Linked DNA regions of Mus musculus: region 1 is linked to region 2. A link is a contact called in public Hi-C data. All regions are on one chromosome and are shown on one strand. Each heading gives the region's core, a stretch centred on a gene start, on an enhancer-like site or on the middle of the called end of the contact. The rest is flanking DNA. Distances are from core to core; before and after follow the strand shown. Region 1 overlaps Fig4 (FIG4 phosphoinositide 5-phosphatase). Region 2 has its middle 44 kb from the start of Slc22a16.

Region 1 (6,706 bases), core at 1,239-3,738, 760 kb after region 2:
GGTTCATCCCACATAAAGCACATGCATTCACACCCACACCACCCACCCCCAATAAAGAAATATGAACAAGCTCAGACCATCTCAGGGAGCAGCTTCATTAAAGGTTGCCATGAGGAAGAACTTTGCCTAAGCAACCTGAAAAACTAAGACTCATAGGAAGGCCTTCCTTCTCCCGCCCCTCCACCACTTGGCATTCAGCATGGACCCAGGTCCTGCTCACCGCAGGCCCCACTTTCCCCTTCCAGCCTGGCATACAGCCTTGCTCTGCTGCCCCACATGGATATGACCCCCTGTCCTGGACTTCACCTTGCCCCTCCTCCCCATCCCTGAGCAATACAGGCAGTTCCCAGACACCACCAGAAGAGAGGTAAAACATGGGACCACGCGTCCCCATACTTTTCCCAAAGAAGTTCCTGGAAACAATATTCAATCCCCTAATGAATAAAGGAGCCAATCACTGGGCCAGTAGGGGGGACTTCCAGGTTAGACGGAGGAAGACAGGAAACAGGAGAGAGTTAGGTCCTTTCTGGGCAGGGATAGCGTGAGGACAAGATGTAGCTACGAGTGTCTCCCAGTTTCAATGGCGGATCTGTCAGGATTCGGCACCGGAGGATTTAGATTTAATAAGGCTTACAAGATTAGGATTTTAGTTGTTGCGCCCAGTGAGTGAGTTACTGTTGTTTGTATTTGTGTTGTGTTTTCTTTCACACAGCAGATCATCAGGGTTCCAGAGAGAAAAGTATGGCGGCAAAGCGTGGGTTTGCCTGATGTGTACCACAAAGGCCGTGGGGGATTGGAAGCATGGGGTTGGTGTGGTAAGGACCCACCAGTGGGAACCCAGCAAGCTGGGTAAAGAGATTTTGGTGCTTTGAGTCAGAGTCTCCATGAGATAAAGACCGTCCGGCTACTGCCGGCCAGGCCACCAGGGCAGAGAGTTGCCGGCACAAACACAGCAACATGACAGTTTCATTTTTTGATATTTCCCACAACAATCCTTTTTTTAAACATAAAGTTCATAAGCAAAACTAAGTGGACTGCTTTATTTTTGGGTAGTGCTAAGAATCAGACCAAGAGCCCCATACATGCTAAGCACACACTCTGCCAAGCTATCTCCTTAATTCAATTATTCTTAAATTACTTTAAAGAAGATAAGTAAAATCTCATTATCAAAAGTAAATACTGTAAAGATATTTTGCTTAAACATGTCCTTTAAAAAGTAATATTTTTGAAATGTAAATAAATAAAATAACCCATTTAAAAAAAGTGAGAAGATACTGCCATAGTCAGCCAGCATTTTACCATGTCACCGGTTACGCAATGTGCAGATGTAAACCAACTAAACACTACATACAGCTGTCTGCTGGACAATGTCAAAGGTCAAGCTGGAAAGCATCCGCCATTGGAAGCCAAAGCAGATGAGACTGAAGAAGGAGCTGGAGCTGTATACAATGATGGAAGAGTCTAGCATTTGGACTTCAAGAATGAGTACAATTCTAAGAAATAACAGTATGCAGAATTCTGTTACAATGTTTTCTATCTAAATCTGTAGGATAAATAAAACTCACTGAAGCTTTTACTAAGTGTACATGTGTCACATAATAATACAGCAATAATAACATCTTGTTAAAGATGTTCCTCATGTTCCATGGGGACATAAGATTGCATTGTCTAATAGCAACATAACTATGTCTTAGTTTGGGTAAGTGGTTTTTTTTTTATTATGTTTGCAGTGAAACTCATCTAACGACACATTTCTCAGAATGTATCCTGTTGCTAAGCAACAATGACTTTGTTTATAAAGGTCTGATCTACCCACAGGTTATGAAAAACAAACCTATATGCTGGCTGATACCAGTTAGAAGATAACTAGCTGAAGTGCTTAGCCCCTGGTATCCTAGAATAGGCAGGGTTTCCTTGACACTGTCAGTAGTAAGGAGGTAGGAATAAAGTGATTTTAATAACAATTAGAAAACAAAGTTGGGGAATGCAGTAACAGGACTCTAGGCACTGGGGGAACAGCCAGACAGAGAGGGAAACTGAGGGAAAGAAACTCAGAATGTCAGCCACGAGCCCCAACTCACTGCCTAGAGGAGGGGGTGACCAATCTGATAAAACAGCCAACCAAATAAATTAGAAAGAATGGTTTGCAAGCTATTTATTCTTGTTACCAGAAAGGGAGCCACCTTACTGAGGTCATGATGATAAAGAACGCCCAGGAGAGCGACTAGCAAGAAAAGGCACGAAAGGGATTGTTATGTTCATAGCAAAAACAAGATGAAGCCAGAAGATGCTCACAGAGCCCCTAACACACTGAGCAGAGTGTTCCCTTGCAGATAGCAGACCCTCACAGGGAGAGCAGGCCCTCACTGCAGGCCCTACATAGAGAAGACCCTCACAGGCAGCAGGCTCTCACAGGGAGAGCAGGGAGAGTGGGCCCTAACAGGGACGGGAAGTCATGTGACTATCCACAGGCTCTGCCCTCAGAAATGGTCCCTTAAAAGAATTTGTGCGGAGAATAGCGCCCTCGTGTGGAGACTGCTCTGAGGCTTTGACCGGCGTGGGGACGGTGAGAATCACTGTCTACACTGCCCTCTGATGGCTAGCCAAAATCCACTCTAGTACTAATTTGATTTTTTTAATTTAAAAAAGAGAGGTAATTTTTCCAGAAAGAGCTGTTCCCACTCAGTCCCGTGTTCTTCTTGTTGAATACAGCAATTCTGTGGCCACGCAAACTCACACTGTGGCATACTGGATAACACCACTCAAGACGGATCTCCCCACGGGAGGAAGCAGAAGAATAACTGCAAATGGAAAGGCTTACCCAAGAAGAGAAACGATTTACATGAATGAGCCTCCAGCAGAAACAGATTGGGGTCCCATGGACCCCAGAGTACTAGAAGATAAAAGAACGACCGGGAGTGGTGGCGCACGCCTTTAATCCCAGCACTTGGGAGGCAGCGGCAGACGGATTTCTGAGTTCGAAGCCAGCCAAGACTACACAGAGAAACCCTGTCTCGAAAAACCAAAAAAATTTAAAAAAATAAAATAAAAATAAAAGAAGACATCACTCTCATCCCTCCACAAAAAAAAAAGAAACCAAACAAAAAAAAAACAAAAACAAACACAAAGTCGGCACATGTTTCTGAAGAAAAAAAAGCAAGATTCAAACTAAAAACCAAGACTAAGATGACATACCTTGTCTTGCCAGTTATTGTTGTCATTTACGGGGTTCACAGCTGGTTAGACAATGGTGACCCCCACCCCACCACACCTCTAGTAGCCTACACAGTACTTTCTACTGCTATGAAAGCCAGCCAGCAGGGGAGAGCTTACTGCTCAGAACCAACTTGACTTTTTCTATGTTCTGTGACCAATGTGTGTGCTGTCTTCCCTCAGCGACAGGGTCTAACCAACAAGTTCTGCTGAACAGAAGGAAAAATCCTGCACTGAGGGGTCTGCAGCCAGCTCTGACCAACAGCTCTGGGGACCCAATACCTGCCGCTCTGCTTAGTTGGCAACTTAGGGATTCTGAGAGGAACAGATAACTGTATAAGATAACTCCAATTAAATGCATATATATTTATATTCTTGATTCGTATATAACTATATAACTATATATATTTCATATACATATCTTATAAAATAGATTTTATACAGCTTTTTCAAACATCCTTAGAGTTATTGATCCCTCTCCTCACTTCCTGCTCACCCCTACCCTCCCACCCCTCTCCATATGCCATGGCTGCAATAGTGGCAAGAATGGGGTAACCCACTGCTGTCTGGCTCGATTGCTGTAGATCTGGCCCAGAACCCACGGTTGAAGAGCTCACACTCACCAGCGGTAGACCTACGACTATTTTTCTGGAGAATAATTAATAAATAATTAATAATAAACGGACACAGTATCAAACCGTCCTTTAGTCTTAGCTCTGTTCACACAGATGAGGCTAGCTCTCAATCACACCAGAGAAGTTTCACTTTGCAGTAGACATTAGCTAATGAAGAAACTTACAACTGGGACACCTGTAGCAACAGGTACACACAGTTCAAGGACCATGATGGAAGAAGGGGCAGAAAGATTCTAGAAAGAGTTAGAAGGCAGGGAGCATCAGAGCAATAATGTCTTCAGGACATGATAGGACTCCTGTTCTCAAGACCTAGCAGCTATGGCTGCCTATACAAAACAAGATCAAGCCAGTCAGCACCGGAGTATGGCCGGGAGGGGGACCATGAGCCCTCACCCCTAACTGAGAAGCTATGGACAATCAATGGCTTCTGGGGAAAGAAGAGTCCGGTTTTTTAAGGGCATGAGCTCTGGCAAACCAACCACACTTCAGTAGATGTCTCCACACCCAAGGAGGATACAGACAGCACAAACTGGACTCACTAGGTTATTATCTAAAAGAGGAGGAACAAAGTTGGAGGGAGATGGAAGTAGGGGTGGATCTGGGGAGAGCTGGGGGAGGAAGGGTGTGGATACAATCAAACACAACTTATGAAATTCTTAGAGATGATAGAAATATAGAAACAAAGTAACATTAGAAATTCTCAGGTGCAGCACAGAGTTATGACAGACAGGTAGGTAACACCATCCAATTAAAGGACAGCATCCATTTCAGTATATAAGTCAGGACTAAATTGTCAGTTGCACTGGAGAGTGGCAGCAGGGTGCACTGTTTTGTAATTCAGACTCCATTGCTTATTGCTACATCGTTGCAATCAATTCTAAGTAAACTGACTGTGAACCTGTACTGGGCCAATTCCCTGAGGACATTCAGATATACAGATAAAGCAGCAAGAGGTGCCACTGCCACCAGGAGCCTGGACCTCTGCACACCTCATGTATAAAGACAGTAGTGCAGATGGCTCACTGACACCTATGGAGAATTATTCTTGGGAAGCAAAACCACGCCCACCTGACCAGTTTCAGAACTTCTGGGCAAAATATATTTTCAGTTACGAGATGTTTCTAAAATTCAAGCAATTCAACATGACAATAAAAGCTATACATACAGTCTTAAAAATAAAAAAGATCATAGTCTGGTGGTCCTCCATTTCACTATTAATCAAAGAAAGAACCTAGACATTTTTAGACCATGTATAGGCCAAAAACAAGAAACAAACAAAAAACAAACAAGCAAGCAAAAAAACACAAAAGCTTTCTAATTTTTAGAAATTTTCCACCAAACTAAAGATATAAATTAAGGGGCTGGTGAGATGGCTCAGTGGGTAAGAGCACCGGACTGCTCTTCAGAAGGTCCAGAGTTCAAATCCCAGCAACCACATGGTGGCTCACAACCATCCGTAACAAGATCTGACTCCCTCTTCTGGTGTGTCTGAAGACAGCTACAGTGTACTTACATATAATAATAAAATAAATCTTTTTTAAAAAAAGATATAAATTTAAAAAAAAATAGGAAATTGTGTGATCCAGGAAAACAGGGACATTAACAAGGAGAGGAAACATGTCCTTGGAGGAAGAACCCAGGTGGCAGCTGTACACAGAAATGGGGATGGCCAGCGCAGATCCGAGCCATGCATCAAGATGAAATTTGTGCAATACCTAGAACATAAATGTGCTGGAAGGAGATTTACACACCCAGGAAAAATCTGGGGCTAAACTTCCTATAAAGTCATTGTAACAAGTAGGACTTGGGAGGGAGGAAAAAATCATCCTAGGTGTTAGCAGAGGCTTTGGCAGTGGCAGGCCACAGTCCCAGTGGTGGAAGGGAAAAAAGATGCCCAGAAGCACCACGGAGTGAAAGGAGCAGCAACTGGGGCTGCGCAGACGGCTCAACAGTTAGCAGCACTTGCTGCCCTTCTAGAGTTCAAATCCCAGCTCAACCACCTAAGTCTAGCTCCAGGGGATCTGACACCCTCTTCTGGCCTCCACGGCACCTCTCTCTTTCTGCCTCTCTCTGTGTTCACACACACACACACACACACACACACACACACAACTTGTTTTTAAAAGCACAGTAATTGGATCACACCATCTCCCCTCACCAGACATGTAAACCTGAATGTGTGTCTTATGAATGAGGCCCATGAAATCCACACGGCTAGGGGAAGGGGCCTGGGCAGCCCACCTCTCCAGCTCTGCTCTCTGCAGCACACAGAGCTTGTTGAGGGACAGTGGTGAGGCAGACATTTAGATACTGAAAAAAAAAAAAAAACAAAAAACAAAAAAAACAAAAAACAAAAAAACTAGCTGTACTGAAGTGAGTTGAGTCTCTTCTGAAAATTGTCATTGTTCAAGAAGACTTAAAATGTGTTGGTAACTTTGACAGTGGTGGTGAGGTAAAAAGATGAATGTGTTTCTAAAATATCTATGCAGGAAACCGGAAAGGAATACAATAGGCAACCCGTTTAAAAGGAAACGCAGAATCTACTAACATTCTCTCCTTTTATACTGACAGGCTAATTAATCATTCACTCTTCATCTGAGGGAAGAAAAATCAGCCTTCTTGAAAAGGAAGAGACTTCAGGTTGTACGGCAGCTTCAGCTAATGTTCACCTTCAGCTGAACTTTCATATTAAACATACTGTTTTTAAAGGCATCTGGAAGTTGTTTCCAGCACTTTCACAGTGTTGCAAGCCTGCCGGTTCCGTGTCTCATTTATCAAGCCAAGCTAATGGTGAGCTAACGCAGCCCAGAAGTGGGAAAGCAAGCCTCACAAGCATGCCTCCCTGACAGGCGGGACCC
Region 2 (6,217 bases), core at 1,633-4,132:
TGTGCGGTGAAGCTGCCGGCTGCGGCCTCTGTCTGGACCTTCGTGGTTGATGGAAGTTTGCTGTTGTCTATAATCTTCAAAATAAAACTTTGGACCAGGCCCTAATTCTGGGTTGGAAATTAGTAGAAGAAAATCTGGGCTCTGAACAAAAACCACATTTGAAAGAATATCTCCCCCTCCCCCCTTCCATTGGCTCTAAAAGCAGAGGCTGAGAACAGCTGTCCACTGTTTATTCAGGAATTTTTTTTAAACTCTAATTTCTAAACAATAGCTGTTTTCTTCTCCACTTAGAATGGTGTATTTTCTTCTTGGACCATTTAAGTCCTTAGTCCATGTGGCCATGAGGGTCTGTGACTTCTCTCTATGTCTAGGAGGAAACAAAAGACACCCCCCATCCCCCACCCCCCATGGCAATACTCCTGTGTTAGTCTCACAGATGTGTACCATCGAGTTCACTCAGTTTTGGGTCTTAAGGTCAAACTCTGATTGCTCCCTCCGAATGCCTACTTGATTTTGGCTTTAGGGATGAACCCTGCTGAACACCTTTTGGACCAACTCAACACAGGCTGACTTTGGGACACTTCACAGGAAGTTCCTGTAGGCCCAGAATCATGTGAGCACAGGCTTTGACTACCCACACTACCCTCTCTCTCCACCAGAGCTGTCCACCTCATTTTTTGAGACAGAATCTCCCTCACTGTCTTGAAACTTATGAAGTAGGTTAGGTTGGCTGGCCAGTGATCCCCAGGAATCTGCCTGTTTTGGATCCCCATTTTTACAGGAGTTCTGAGGATTGACCTCGGGGCCTCATACTTGGGTGGCAAGCATTTTACCAGCTGAGGCATCTCCTCAGTTTTCCAACTATATAAAATTTGAGAGGTACAAACATTCAGATCCCAGGAACAGGGTGGCCACCATTTGATGCTGAAGTTAGATTGTGCACATAACTGCTCTTGCATGAGGTGTTGAGCAACGGGTTCATCTGGACACACATATATTCCCCACTTGTGCTATCCACACAGCCCGAGGAGAGGAACGTAAGCCAGAGACTGGTTGCACAACAGCCACCAGCTTTTCAGCTGAATGAGTTACGAATAATAGCGCTTTCAGCTTCCATCCCCGATAGATCTGCCCCGGGGAATATGATGGAACTGAGAAAATGTTTATGAGCTAGTAAATTTTTTCTACTAATTTGCAAGGCTATAATAAACCCATGAACTTGATGGCCTGTAGCAAGCATACCAAGAATTAGGAATGGAGAACAATTTAGAGCCATAAAGCCTCTTCAGGACCTATAGGAAATGATTCCCAGAAAAGCTGATGAATTTTTAGCATTTTTAAACAGAGAATTAAGCCGCTAATTTAACCAGCTGTCGGCTAAGAACAACATTTTCCCAAATGATTTTGCGATTTTCGTTTCTCTTGCTTTAGAGAATACAATTAATTCATGTATGTAGGAAATAAAAAAATTAAGTTTAAACAATGACTGGAATACAGTGTCTCTTAAGATGTAATACAAACTTCTTCCCTTTTAAGAAGAACATTATATGCAGCCTTATTCTGCCCCCTTGTGGAAGAAAGTGTTACTACACGCAGAGGACACTGGTGCGTTTTAATTTAATAATAATCAGACACAGAAATCTTATTTAGTGTATTTTCACCCCTGTGTGAAGCAGCCACACTCTCGACAGAATAGGAAGGAAAGTCTTAAAGTATCTCAAGATTTATCTTGTTCGTATATGAAAATTAATAATGACGACGACGACGATGATGATAATAATAAAAATAGTGGTGGCACATGCCTTTAATCCCAGCACTTGGGAGGCAGAGGCAGGAGCATTTCTGAGTTCAAGGCCAGTCTGGTCTACAGAGAGAATTCCAGGATAGTCAGAGCTACACAGAGAAACCCTGTCTTGAAAAACAAAAACAAACAAACAGAGAGACATCCTGCAGGTGATCTGTAAAGAGCCCATTGTCAGAGTATGTATGCCTGGCTGTAGCCATCCTTATGACAGTCAGCAAGAATCCTGGTGTTTCGATATATGCAAATAAATAGCTGTCACAGGGACCTCCTCGTTTCTGTTTCATGTTGAGCGTACCCACTTAGAGCACAGCACTGCTAGTTACTATCATCTATAAATAACAGCAATCTTTAATCATTTTGTGAACCTGGCCGTTTCCTCACTTTATCTGATTTAATTATCTCTGAGCCCTGAGGTTATGTACGAGAGAGGGAGTAGGAAGTATTTCATCTTAGCTGCTGTTCACCTAACCAGCAAGTGAGAGCTGGGATCTGAGAGCTGGGATCTCCCAGGCCCATCAGGCTGTGGATTTCCCGTTGCACAACCCGGCTACACCCAACTTCAGGAACTAACTGTGTGCGAGATGCTGCTGCTGACCCATAGTGTGCTCCTTCCCCCTTCTGTCAGAAGCCAGGGCAAGAGAGGAACTAAAGCCATGCACAGGAAAGAATGGAGCAGACAGGGAGCCCAAGGAACATCCACAGAGAAAAGATTTTATGCAAACAGATGGTCTGCGTGATCCTGTATCCATCTTCCCCATTCAGAAAAGCCTCCTATCTGCTCTCCTTAGAGATCCCTGGGAATCTGTTTCCAGGGCCTTCACAGACCCTCAAGTTCTTTGTATTCTCGTAAGCACTTTGGTCTGCCTCCAGGTTGTTTGTAATACAGGATACAGGGTAAATGGGAGGGTCCAGGCAGCACCACTCCAGGAAAAGTGACAAGAAGCCAAATACAGTCAGAGGCAGGGTTTCCTCCTCCGTAGGTTTTCATTCTACCGTGGGGTCCATGTACAGACAGGGCAGGGTAACTGTGCTTCTCTTCATCGTTACATTACTGCTTTTTGGCTTCGACTGTGGGCAAGATCTGTGGCTTGCTGCTAGGCAGAATGCTGTACAGCGGATGGCTGCACCGGTGATTACATGACTGTTACATAAGAAACTGTGCCCATCTAGCTGGAGAATCTGGCTTTGTGGCATCAAGAGATCACATGTCTAGGAGCTTGATGGCAGCCATTGAGACTCCAAGCAGAGGAGCCTGGCCCATGGGAATCGGGAGATAATAAATGTGGGCTGTGTCAAGGCACAAGGCACTGATTATAACATTATCGCTCAGAAATTAACAGGCAGAGCAGTTATCTTTAAATTTTTTAGATTTGGGACTGCTGAGATGGCTCAGTAGAGGCGATTTCCCTGGTGACCTGAGTTCCATCCCCAGGACCCAAGGAGAGAACGGATTCTGCCCAATTGTCCTTTGACACACCCTCCCGTCACACACACCAATAATTATACATTTTTAAAAGTTACAGACTTATAAAATCTGACTCTTGTGTTTAAGTCACTGGCTGCTTTCTAGTTAATCTTTACAGACAATGTGAGGATGGGAGGCAAGATTCTCTCTTCCTCCTCCTCTTCCTCCTTCTCTTTTGAAACAGTGAATCTCTATGTAGTCCTGTCCAGTCACTCCAATCCGGCCCCCAAAAGTTCCGGACTACTCTTGGTGCAGATCTATCACAGCTTTCTTTTGCCCTGTGGTCCCTAGCTGAAAGCCATCAGTGACTTCCCACCTTTAGCTTCCTCAGTCCTGAGTCACTTGTCCCCAGGACTGGCAATTTCCTGGGACACACACCACACTCTGAGAGGTCAGAGGAAGATCCTGTTTAGACTAGGTGAGAGGTGAGCCATCATTCTTTGTGGGTAACAGCGCCTCTCTGTAAGTGTGCCATGGTCTTCCCAGGGAGTTCTGGTCTCTCTAAAAAAAATGTAAGGTTTGGCTGCACACTTCAGTCTGAATGTTACAACTTCAGGTAATTTCAGGTAGACTTTCCAGTTACTCTTTAGAAAGTGATGCCGGGGAAGGTAGTCCACAACACTGCTAGTACAGCGAGTACAAATATTGCTACCATCTTCTTCCCAGGACAGCTGAGTTCTAGATTCTTCTGAAGGCTACAGAAGTCTATCTGCAGTGCAGTCGCAGGACACAGGACTGCCTTGTCCTGAGTGGCAGGGAAAATCGAGGAATGTTGAGGGACAAGGACCCTGCCCCCTCAGCAACATTTTCTGAGTACCTTCTGTATGTGGGTGTGGTTTCTATGAGTTCAGAACCCACTTCCGGTGGGGGCTTCCAGGCTGCAGAAGAAAAGCGGGACATCGGACATGGTATTGCCCTGGGGCAGCTTTGTGCAGAAGGTTGCTATGAACACAGGAAGTGCTGCTGACACACAGTTGCCCTTGCAGAGAGGACTGAAGGCACACGTGAGCAGGCGACCAGCACATTCTTTCAGAGTTAATAAAGTGGCTAGAAAAAACGAGGTCTCCCACATTTTGTATTTCTGTAAAGAAAAAAGGTGATAGTGTGGATCATTTTACAACTGTTTGGGACACTTTTTGTTAAAATAAAAGTTACAGTATATGCGTATGCACCCTGCTCTTATGCAGTTCTGTTTTACCAGCCAGCAGCACAGACCCAATAGGAAAATTTTAAGTTGGTAATGTATTTTTTAAATGGCTGATAAAAACAATAATTAAAAGGGTAGGGCTCAAGGGCTGGGGCAGGGGGTGGTAAGGTACTTGATCTTCAAGCACAAGGACAGGAGTTCTAATGCCCACTACTCATGTAAAAGCTGGGTGTAGCTATGTGGGTCTGTAACTGCAGCCCCTGGCATTGACAGAGGCAGAGACAGGTGGATTCTGTGGACTTGTCTGCTGTGGGACTGTGATAGGCAGTCTATTTTGGTTGAATGGGGCTTGCTTCAGCAACCCAGTAGGAAACTCTACAAGGGATGGAAAAGCAAGCCATGTTCCCAGAATTTGGTGCCTGAAACCACAGAGCCTCCAACTCCATAAAATTCTGTGACTACCAATCACACAGACAATGCCCCAAGCTTCTGGCATTCTGGCTAGACTCCACCCCAACAGTTACCTGACTATAGCCAGGTATGCTCCTCCCCACAGTTACACAGTGATAGCCCAGCCCACTATAAGAGGGGCTGCTTGGTCCCTCCTTGCTCTCTTTAAGCTTTCACCTTTCTTACTCTCTTCTCTAGCCCTCTTTCTCTCCCCCCCCCGCCACCCCCCCCCCCCGCATGTGTCCATGGCCAGCCTCTCTCTTTCTACCTTTTCTCCTTCCCCCTGCCTTCTACAATAAAGCTCTAAAACCATAGACTTGTCTCTGCTCATCAAGGCCTGCCGTGCTTGAACGATCGGATAGGCTTTCTCCTAATGAGCCATGTCTAAACTCCCGCTGGACAGTCTTCCTGCACTCCAGCCCATGTGGGAACCATCAAGCGCCTTCTCCCCTTGCCCTCTGCTCACTTCGGCCCTGGGGCTCAGGGCTGTCCCGGGGTCCTTATTCTGTTCTCAGCTCTTCTGAGGTTTCCATTGGTGTATGGGATACCCGAAGCTGGGAACCTGGTGCCTAGGACTGCCCCTTGTCCACCACCCACAGAGCTGGGGTCCATGGCTTCACACAGCTAGACACTCACCCAGGGCTGCGTGGAAAGCGTGCGGCAGTCCTCCCTCATCTGCCCACCCAGAGCACCGGAACTCTGATGGGACACGGGCTCTCTCCCACTCCCCTCTTCCCCCCACACCCACAGCCCCACAGTCTTCCAGTTATTCTGGCCAAAATGGTTTAAGCTCCACCAGGTTCGTGAGGAGCCCCATCTCAAAAACTAAGCTGGAGTACACTGGAACACTATCTTAGTTTAGGTTTCTATTGCTGTGCGCACTGGTTTGAACAGGTGTGGCTCCCACAAACTCATGTGTTTGAATGCTTGACCCACAAGGAGCGACACTATTAGGAGATGAGTCCTTGTTGGAAACGTATGGCCTTGTTGGAGGAAGTGTGTCACTGTGGGGGTGGACTTTGCCAGTCTTCTCCTGACTTCCTTTGAATCAAGATGTAGAACTCTTAGCTGTCTAAACATTTCATTTGTAACAGAAGAAAATTTGAAACAAACGGGGAATGAACACACTAATCAGCAAGATTTGGGACAATTTGGGGCTGGAGAGATGCTCAACAACTCGTTGCTCTTCCCTGGGAACCCAAGTTCTGTTACCAGCATCCACTTTGTGGCTCTCATCGATTCATAAGTTAAAAACAACCTTTAAATAAAAATTGTGGGGCGGAGAGATAGCGCAGGCTGCTCTTCAAGAGAATTTGAGTCCAATTCCCAGAATCGTTTAAGGTGGCTTTTA

What was found. Hi-C and Micro-C count contacts between places; a contact is called where the count stands out from the background.
Region 1: a contact with region 2 is called in a Hi-C map of the N1E-115 cell line, with 6 times the contacts expected there. The contact joins two enhancer-like sites. A contact is called at or near these places in 8 of 484 Hi-C or Micro-C datasets (CD4 T cells, the N1E-115 cell line, adipose-derived mesenchymal stem cells and 4 more) and 1 of 115 datasets of contacts at active chromatin or transcription factors (astrocytes).

What each region holds. Positions count from the first base shown.
Region 1 is chr10:41,286,478-41,293,183 of GRCm38.p6, forward strand. The region is part of intron 1 of Fig4 (FIG4 phosphoinositide 5-phosphatase); the gene reads right to left. Among named protein-coding and RNA genes, the nearest start is that of Fig4, 13 kb to the right of the region's middle. Within about 2 kb of position 2,489, at least 76 of the 459 cell types and tissues checked have an H3K27ac peak or open chromatin away from gene starts, as enhancers often do. A contact at or near this core is called in the N1E-115 cell line, where this site is marked.
Region 2 is chr10:40,523,584-40,529,800 of GRCm38.p6, forward strand. No RefSeq gene overlaps it. Among named protein-coding and RNA genes, the nearest start is that of Slc22a16, 44 kb to the right of the region's middle. Within about 2 kb of position 2,883, at least 136 of the 459 cell types and tissues checked have an H3K27ac peak or open chromatin away from gene starts, as enhancers often do. A contact at or near this core is called in the N1E-115 cell line, where this site is marked.